Regions from separate parts of the Mus musculus genome. Here region 2 is linked to region 1. The links are chromatin contacts, called in public HiChIP or PLAC-seq maps. All regions are on one chromosome and are shown on one strand. The core of a region is the stretch at or near the end of the contact, and the rest is flanking DNA. Distances in the headings are between cores, read along the strand shown. Region 1 overlaps Fstl4 (follistatin-like 4). Region 2 has its middle 48 kb from the start of Hspa4.

What was found. HiChIP or PLAC-seq counts read pairs in DNA pulled down with a chosen protein or histone mark.
Region 2: an H3K27ac HiChIP or PLAC-seq map of VIP interneurons shows a contact between it and region 1, with 5 times the contacts expected there. The contact joins two enhancer-like sites. A contact is called at or near these places in 1 of 484 Hi-C or Micro-C datasets (the HPC-7 cell line), 2 of 115 datasets of contacts at active chromatin or transcription factors (VIP interneurons and stem cell-derived neural progenitor cells) and 1 of 9 other capture datasets (embryonic stem cells).

What each region holds. Positions count from the first base shown.
Region 1 is chr11:52,818,020-52,822,784 of GRCm38.p6, reverse strand. The region is part of intron 3 of Fstl4 (follistatin-like 4); the gene reads right to left. Among named protein-coding and RNA genes, the nearest start is that of Fstl4, 56 kb to the right of the region's middle. Within about 2 kb of position 1,929, at least 5 of the 459 cell types and tissues checked have an H3K27ac peak or open chromatin away from gene starts, as enhancers often do. A contact at or near this core is called in VIP interneurons, where this site is marked.
Region 2 is chr11:53,250,242-53,255,006 of GRCm38.p6, reverse strand. No RefSeq gene overlaps it. Among named protein-coding and RNA genes, the nearest start is that of Hspa4, 48 kb to the left of the region's middle. Within about 2 kb of position 2,561, at least 35 of the 459 cell types and tissues checked have an H3K27ac peak or open chromatin away from gene starts, as enhancers often do. A contact at or near this core is called in VIP interneurons, where this site is marked.

The DNA of each region.
Region 1 (4,765 bases), core at 680-3,179:
CTGCTCATGCCAAAGCAGAGAAATTAAAGATTTGTTAAGAGACAACGCGATCTGAAAATAATGAGATGGCACAGGTTTGGGAGGTGGGGCTGTTAAAAAGAATTTTTAAGAGGTAAACTAATTTTGATGACAGCCAGAGAATTAGGACATAATGGTCAGTTGGTTCTCTACTTGTTTCCTAATAAAGAAAAGTGCTGGGTGACAATGAGACAAAGAGACAGAAATAAATGGTTCTTAAGTCACAGATAATTAACTCCAAAGGCTTGCTGATGGCACATTAATATGCTGGAGCAAACAGCTTCACAAAGCATCAGTGCTTACAGAGAGGAGACCATTTCAAAGGTTGCTAAAAAGTAGAGAGTCCTGCTTTGGGGGCTAAGAAAGGAAGGAAGATGACAAATGTCAATCTTAACTTTTGCTGGATGCTCAAGGGAGCTGCAACTTCTGCACAAGGACCTGGTAGGACCCATTGAGTGTCCCTATCTCCCCCATCTCCTGGACACCTTGAAGGGTTGGGTTGTAATGAGGAGACCTGGGGAAGAGCTGATCTCACAGTCCTTGTGAATCTGCAGTGGGTCATACCTTTGGGGGAATTGTGCTGGTTAACTGTAACAGTCAACATGACACAACCTAAAATGACCCAGGAAGAATGCCTTAGTTAAGGACTTATTTAAATCTGATTGTCCTGTAGTGATATCTCCTGTGGGAATTGTACTGATAATTAATTGACTCAGCCCACTGTGGGCAACACCATTCCCTAGACTGGACTCTGAACTGTGTAAGATCAAGAAAACTTCCTGAGTGAGCAAGCAAGTGGCAGGGGTGCATTGTTTCTCTCTGTTCATGACTATGGATGTAGTGTAACAAGGTCCTGGTTGATGCAACTCCCCTATAATTATGACAGCAATTTGGAATTGTAAACCTTAATAACCCTCTTTTCCCCCTATTATTTCTTTGGATCAAGGTATTTTATCACAGAAACAGAAATGAAAGTAGGACAAAAATCATTATCTATTTGACAGTGTGACTTCTCATGAACTCTGGGAAGATATCCCTGGTCCTGGGCCAAGTATTACAATGGTAATTCCCAAGGATTCGCTCTAGGAGCACGGTATTTAAGAGGTGTTTGTAGAGTATGGAGGAACTGTGAGATGGTTCAGCAGGCAGCTTTGCCTGATGATCTGAGTTCAGTCAACAGAACCCACATGGAAGAAGGAGAAAATCAACTCCTGCAATTTGTCCTCTGACATCCACAGGCTGTGACAAGTGCTTGTGCGTGCATGTACATGCATGCATGTACACACAATTATGCAACCACAAATAAAAATGCTTGAGTGTAGAACCCCTGCCCTTGAATAGACACCCTTGCAGCAGGCTTGCCCATTTCCCACCTACCTTAAGACAGCTGGGTACAACTCTATCTGCTACAAAAAGGACAGCGTGCCACAGAAAAAGCCGATCTCCTAAGTCAGGACTGTAAAGAGGCGGGTCGCATGCTCAACTTCTTTGAGCCCAGCATGTGTGTAAGAATGAGCAATGCTCCAGTGTTGGGGAGGGAAGGGTTAGGATGTGAGGAACTCCTCATCTAGCCTTGGATGAAGTCTGGGACTGAAAGGGACTCATTGGTTCGAACACTGTCAACTCTGGTTGGTTTTCTTTATGTTCCCTCCATCTGTGGCTAGTAAAGAAGTTAGTCTCTCCACTCCCACCTCAAAAAAAAAAAAAAAAAAAAAATCCTGGGAGTTCAATCATCTGTTTCAGCCCAGAGTCAGCTATTTCACATTAGACTAAGACACATTATGCAGGCAACTGAGAGATCCAGGAAACATCTGCTAAACAAAATCAGAATTAATGGCAAACACCACAAGGATCTTGATATCTGAAGTTCCCCCAGATGCACAGAACAATAAAGGGGCCATTAGAGGCAGCTGTCGACTGGGAATGGATTCCAGGGGTTTTCAGGAAGCCAGGGTTCCAGTTTCCAACTCAATGAATGTAGGCAGGTCCTGTTTAGTTGGGGGATTTGCATTGCTAAGCAGTCTAAGTACCCAGCGTCACCCAGGATAAGGGTGACAGTCTCCCTCCTTCCTTTCCACTCCTCTGAAGATAGCAGCAGCCTTGCCCTCCCAGTCTCACTATTGTCTTGCTGAAAAGCCAGGCCCCCCAGCTGGCTAAGTCTGGAACACAGTAAGTGAACCATCCTTGGGAGGGCCAGTAATCTAACATGACACCCCAGTGCCCAGCTCCAAACTCAAGCCCCTAATCACAGCACAATCACAGACATCTGGAATAGCTTACAGATCACCTCCTGCCCTTCAGAGATAGCTGACAAGGGCTGAATTATCCAAGCCACTTGCTCCACACTCTGGGGTGCTCCCACAGCTGTAATTCAAAGAGATGGGATCAGTCAGAGAAAGTGCTGGAGTGAGTAGATGGGCTCTGGCAGGTACAATCAGCACCTGCCCTCTTCGTGGACACGGGAGTGTCTCAGAAGGACCAGGGTTGGCAACTCTTCACTGTGTAGTTTCAGAAAAGGTTGAAATTAAATTTCAGGTGTCTGGAGAGGGATGAAAAAAAAAAAAAAAAAAAAAAAAACCACTGTGCTCAACCTAGGAAGACAGCTCAGTGGACAGAAGACTTGATGGAAGTGAGACTGTGAGTTCAGGTCCCCATCATCCATGTAAAACGTAGGACAGGATGCTGAGTCTGTAATTCCAATGCTGCTGGACAGGTGAAGATAAAAGGATCCACAGAGCTTAGTGGCCAGCTGGCCTCTAAGGACACATGTCCTGGCCTAGAGGCACCCAGTGGTCTTGTCCTATCCCAATCTTTATTACTGTAAAGTGAGTTCCAGGTTCAGCAAAGATACCTAACACTCACCCTCAACCTCCATATGCATATGCTTCTACACACACAGGTATAAACACACACAAAATGCACACACACACACACACACACACACACACACACCACGTTGAGTTTTTTAGTTGTCCAGGGAAAGATGTAAAAATTCTCGTTCTGGAAAGCAGACAGAATGTAGCCATGGCAGCTTTCCTGTGCAGCCATTACAGGTGGGCTCTGAACATTAGGTTCAAGGTCAGTCCAGGGCTCTCATGAAGAAGCAACAGTTTTGCTTCTCTAAGTAGAACAGGTGTCCGGGCCTAGAGACTCTCTGTGGTCTTGTCCTACCTCAGCCTTTACTACTATAAGAGAGTCATTACCATAAGCCTAACTTCATGAGACGCAGGTGGCACTCTCAACTTTTTTGAGTTTAGCATGCGTACAAGAATGAGCAGTGCTCCAGTGTTGAGTAGTGAAGGGTTGAGGTGTGGGGAATGTCTCACCTAGCCTTGGTTGAGGCTAGCTATGGAGGCTTGGTAGCCAGTGGTATGTGCTATGCACCTGATGGGGATGAATCAAGATCAGACAACTTAAACAGCCACCACTTATACGTGTGGGGTGCAACCGAGAGGCAGAAGTCCTATGTGGGGAAGGAGGTTCGGGCAGAGTCCTTGTCACCACTGGTAACATGGAAAGGAAAAAGGAGTCTCAAGTATAAGATGCTGTCTGCTTAGCTAAAGGTCAAGGGACATAAAGAATTCTCTGAAACTCATAGTGAGTAAGTCAGCATCATTGTGCCCACGTCGCCATTCCAGGCAGGCTCAGCTCTGGTGCCTGGCCACTGAGGAGCTTTTCCCTTGCCTGGATCGGATCCACTACAGCAGGCCTTGCAAAGGCACCAAGTGCAGTGGCAGCCATGAACACCAAGACAGCAAAGTTAAATTGTTCCATCCCATAGGAAGCTTATTTGGGGAAACTATTATCTTCCTATTATCTTCCTTGCTGAGAGTGGTATTTAACACAAAAGCCAGAGCAATCCTGCAGCCCAGACAAACTCAACTGCAGCCATGCAGCTCATCCGGTTCTTAGAGTTCAGCACTTTCTGAATGTACTGTGCCCCAGCACCACTGCATTAAAGTACCACAAGCCAGGAGGCTTCAAAAGCAGGAATTCATTTTTCTCTCAGTTCTGAAAAATCAGAAGACAAAATCAAAGAAAGGGTTGGTCAGACCATTCACGATCCCCGCTGATGGCTCTAGGGAATAGTCCTCCCACGCCTCTTCCTAGCCAGTGCTTGCCAGCAATGCCCTGCTCTGTCTTCACACGGCACTCCCCTTCTGTGTCTATAGAGGATGTTCGCACTGCCATTCATGGGACTAAAGCCAAAAGTGATCCAGTATGACTTTATCTTAACTTGGTATGTCTATTGTCTATAGAGATCTTATTAAGTAGGTCTCTATTTAATAGAAGGTCATGTTCACAAATTCTGGCTTATTATTTCACTATGCTATATTTTTTTGTCAATCTGTATTTTTCTTTGAGAACAGAGTCTCAAAATATAGCTGCACATTCAGCCCATAACACCAAGCTTATTTGAACCTAAAGCCCTTTCATCAATGCATCACCCAGGAACATATAATATTACCAGAGATGGCAATGCACTCTGAAGAACTAATGGTATTTTTAAAACTTATAGTAACAATCCAGAATAGCTATTTTAAATTATCTTTTTAAAACCCAAAGGTCTTGGGTCCTCACTAGTATATCATAAAGATGAGACCAGGGTTCAGAAGGGCAACTTGTACTTAGTTCAAGAAATAATTATCATCACAAGGTCCTAGGCAGGGTGATGGGAAAGTCATCAGCCATCAGCCAGCTTACTCAGCTGTGAACTGGGAAAGCTACAGTAGCAATCAGCCGGCAA
Region 2 (4,765 bases), core at 1,312-3,811, 430 kb before region 1:
TTTGGGTTAGTGAAGTAAAGCCAAATCAGTCTGGTTCCACACAACAGCTAGACGTGAGAGTGTTAGTCACTAATCTGTTGTGTTGTGATGTTTCATCCTCACCGTCAACCTGACGGCTTAGAATCACCTAGGAGACACACCTCAGAGTGCCTGTGAAATTGTTATCAGAGATGTTCACCTAGAGAAGGAAGAGCTCCCCTAAATGTGGGTGGCACCACCCCATGGGTCTGGAGTGAATTAAAAAACCAGCAAGTTGAAGGCTGGAGAGATGGCTCAGCAGTTAAGAGCCCTGGCTGTTCTTTCCTGAGGATCTGGGTTCCAGTCCTAGCTCCCACACAGTGGCTCACAGCCATCTGTAGTTCCAGTTTCAAGGGATCCAGTGCCCTCTTCTGGCCTCTGTGGGCACTGCACACATGTCATGTAGACATAGACAGGCAAAAACACCCACATACATAAAAATAATAAAGACATGTTAAAAAAATGGAAAAATGCAGATCGTGGAGACTGGGGAGTGTGGTTCAGTTGGTTAAAATGCTCGCTGTGCAAGGACGAGGAGCTGAGTTCAATCTGCAGAACCTGTGTAAAAAGCCAGATGTGGCGGTGAACACCTATATCTTAGTGCTGTGGTGGCAGAGGCAGCAGATCCTGGGGCTTGTTGCCCAGCAGCCTAGCCCATTTGCCACGCCCTGGGCCTCAGAGAGAGAATGTGAGTTGAAAACCAAGGAGGATACCTCCTCAGGAAAAAATAGTACCCAAGGTTGACCTGTGGCTTCCACGTATGCATGCAATTCCCCACCAGGATGGGCAGCGCCCTTAACCAAACCAACCCTTCCTTCCAGAAGTTGCTTCTGTCAAGTACTTGGATGCAAGTAACTAAGACACACCTAGAGATCTGACCACTAAAGTGTGGTGTTACTGGGTAATAACGAAGACTCTTGCACTGATGTTAACCTGGGGTAGACACTAGGGTAAACACTGAAGAGTCATGGGATAGACAGACACTGGGGTGGACAGACACTGGAGTGGGTAGACAGACACTGGGGTGGGTGGACAGACACTGGGGTGGGTAGACAGACACTAGGGTGGACAGACACTGGTGTGGACAGACACTGGGGTAGTCAGACACTGGGATAGACAGACACTGGGGTGGACAGACACTGGGGTGGGTAGACAGACACTAGGGTGGACAGACACTGGGGTGGACAGACACTGGAGTGGGTAGACAGACACTGGGGTGGGTAGACAGACACTGGGGTGGACAGACACTAGGGTGGGTAGACAGACACTGGGATAGACAGACACTGGGGTAGACAGACACTGGAGTGGGTAGACAGACAGCAAGCAGCATATACAGACACCAATATACCAGGGTTGACAGAGACTGGCATAGACATTTATGCTACCTGGAATCAGCCTGAAACCCTCCCCTGTCTCAGCAGGTCCCAGGCAGTCCCGAGCTTCCACAGCTTCAGGAGAACCTTCCTTCCTGTCTCTAGCAAGCCAGGGTAAGTCCTGAGAGGGCCCAGCAACTGCAGAACCCTCCCCCTGGGAGAAGTGGCTGTTAGCCTCTGGGCTGGAGTTGAGCTACTTTCTGTTCCTTCTGTGACACAGGACTCTATCCCAGGGCTTCACGTGCACTAGCTAAGAACCTTTACCAACTGAGGTACAGGCTAGCCATTTTATTTATTTTGAGACTGGGTCTCATGTAACCCAGGCTGGCTTCAAACTTGAACTCAGATCCACTAGAGGACTTTGAACTCAATCTGCCTCTATGTCCTAAGTGTTGGGATCCTAGTTATGCACTACTCTGCCCAGTTTATGTTGTGCTGGGGACTGAACCCACGGCTTCATCATTGCTGGGTTAGCAGCCCTACCACCTGAACTACCTTTGCCGCCCCAGTTGTCCTTTCTAACCGAGCCTGTCGTCTCCAGCGTTCTGACTCAGGTACATACATAGTAAGCCATCCCTCCCTCAAACTAGAGAATGGCTCTCTGGCATGAGGGATCCTGGCTGCTCAGGGGCTGTTCCTGGGTCAGCTGGCCACGCCACACCATTTCCATTAGTTCAGATCCAGCTTCAGCCTGCTCTATACAGCTTTCACAGATGCTTTCGAAAGGAGCCCTAAATCAGAGCCAACTCATCAAGTGGCTCTGACTATTAACAAAATTGCTTCCTGCTAATTTGAGTTTACAAAATAAATGGCTCCTGACAATCTGGCAGGGCTGCGTGGCGGGCACCCCACCCACCATGTGCTTTGGGTACAGGACAGGGCATCCACAGGGGAACAGGGGAGCTCTGGCCCAAATGCCATGGCAACCGTCAGAGAGGACTTGGGGCTATCACAGATAGATAGGCTGAATTATTTGCTGGGTTTGTTCATCACTCCGAGGAGTCTGGGATGCTGCACTGGCCTAGCAACATGGTTACTACAGGGCCTGCAGCTGCTATTATGCAGCTCTTTGTCTAGCTGGGCCTGCAAATAAGTGGATAATGAACAGTCATCAGGCAGAGAGGGACAGTGCGGCCCAGACAGCTGAGCCTGGAGCTGAGAGAGGCACAATGGAAAGAGAGGGCTGGGGGACAGCTTGACCCCAGGCATGCAGGGAGCAAGGGGCAGCACTGTGGGGTAGAAAAGAATCCAGGGCAGAGGTCAGTCAGGTCAGATACTGGCAAGAGCTTGAAGTTCAGAGCCATAAAAACCTTGTCCAGTGGGAAGATGGCTTAGGTGGTAAAGTGCTTGTCACATACGCATGAAGACCAGAGTTCAATCCCCACCCAGCATCTATTTTAAAAACTGCCTGTCTTGGTGATATATGCTCCTAATCCCGGTGCTGAGAAGGTGGAGATATTCATCCCCTGGGCCTTGATGGCTGAATCAGTTGTGCTCCAGGCATGATTCTCCAAAACAAGTGGGTGCCTCCTGTGGTAGCCCCCCAAAGGGGTAGCATTATTAGGAGGTGTGGCCTTGTTGGAGTAGGTGTGGCCTTGTTGGAGGAAGTGTGTCACTGTAGGAGGCGGGCTTTGAAGTCTTATATAAGTTCAAGTCTCATGCAGTGAGACAGTCTCCTTTTGCTGTCTGGCCCCAGCTCCATGTCTACCTGCACACCACCATGCTTCCTGTTACAATGGACTAAGCCTCTGAAACTGTAAGCCAGTCCCAGTTAAAGGTTGTCCTTTATAAGAGTTGCCACGATCATGGCGTCTCTTCACAGCAATGAAACCCCAACTGAGACACCTCCTGAGGGAGGGAGGCCACCTGAGGGTGACCTCTGACCTCCACGTGCCCTCTCTACCCAGTCTGAGACAGGGTCATCCCCACTGTTCACTCCAGTGCAAGCATTACCTGGCCCTTGCGTTTCCATCTTGCCACAGGAATGCTGGGAGGAGAGAGGACCATGTCCAGCTTTTCTGTGGGGTCTGGGGATCTGAACTCATGCCTTTATACGTGCACGGTAAGCCCTTTGCGCACGGAGCCACCTCTCTAGCCTTTATAGTTTGCTTCTACAAAGTCTCATATAGCCAAGGCTGTCCTTGAACTCTTGATATTCCTGCCTCAGCCTCCCCAGTGCTGTGATACCTGAATTTGGGTTCTGGAAGGCTGGCGAGGGGGTGGCAGTCTGATGGCATGTGGTGGTCTGATGGCATGTGCCACACAAAGTATAAAGTGTAAAGGCAGCAACTGGTGACTCCCTTTTCCTCCATGCCAGGACTGGGGTCTTTAGAATGATCCCGAGTGGCCCGTCCTCTGATGCACCTTGAACCAGGGACTGGAAGTGTGTTTTTCTGCATGGTGCGATGGGTAATTACCAGCACACCAACACTGAAACGCAGCCTTGGCTCGAGGAACGAACACAAAATGGCAAGAGCAGAGTTTCCGTCGTAGACCTCCCGCACTTAACATTTATGAGTGCCCATAAAAGGCAAGGTTGGAATTGTATCTGCAGTTCCCAAGCACACGCCATCATTTTACACACTCTAACATCTGTTTTAAGATCACAGCAGAGAGTGTTGGGTAATTGGCTTCCTTTTGTCCTGGGCCCATCGGTTAGGCCCCATCAACTCGATTATAAATTCTCAGGGATTTACCAGTAAACAGCATTTGGGGAGCCCGATACTGTCATTCTGCAGCTCGGGTTCGCAAAGAGGCTAAGAGTGGGTTTATTGGTGCTTCCCTGCGCAGCCGCAGGGCCACAGCTGCAGCCTGAGACACAGGCTCTGCTGGGAAGCCCCAGACCCAGGGTGAGGTGGTAGCAAAAAAGAAAAGCTTCTGTGTTCTGTGCCTCAGTTTCCTCCTGTGTAAAATGCAGCTGGTGATGGTTGTCCTAATTCCCTAGGGGCAACTTGAAGCCAGGGCACAGAGCATGTTTAGCATTGTCTGGCTATCATGGAGAGACTCCTACAGGGGGACACTGCTCCTAGGGAAGCAAAGAGACAAAGACAAGCTCTTCAGATGGCCGTTCATAGGGGCACAGGGCAGGGGTCCTAGAGGCATAGATGGCTGACCGAAGGTTCCAAAGGTCTCCTTCCTGGAGGCAGCTGTGAGGGCGGGCCACACTGTGAGATAAGATGCAGAGATCCATAGCAAGGCCTAGTAAAGGCGGGGAGCCGGGATGGGGGTTGGTGGGGGGTGTGTGTGGCCATGACAGGCATTTCTCCTGGACTGGGGCGCTGGCATCCTTCTTGTGTTCATGAGCTGGGTAGTCCCAGTAGAAGGGGATAGCAGGAACCCAACAGGTCTTCCGGCCCAGGCTCTGGAAGAAGGAA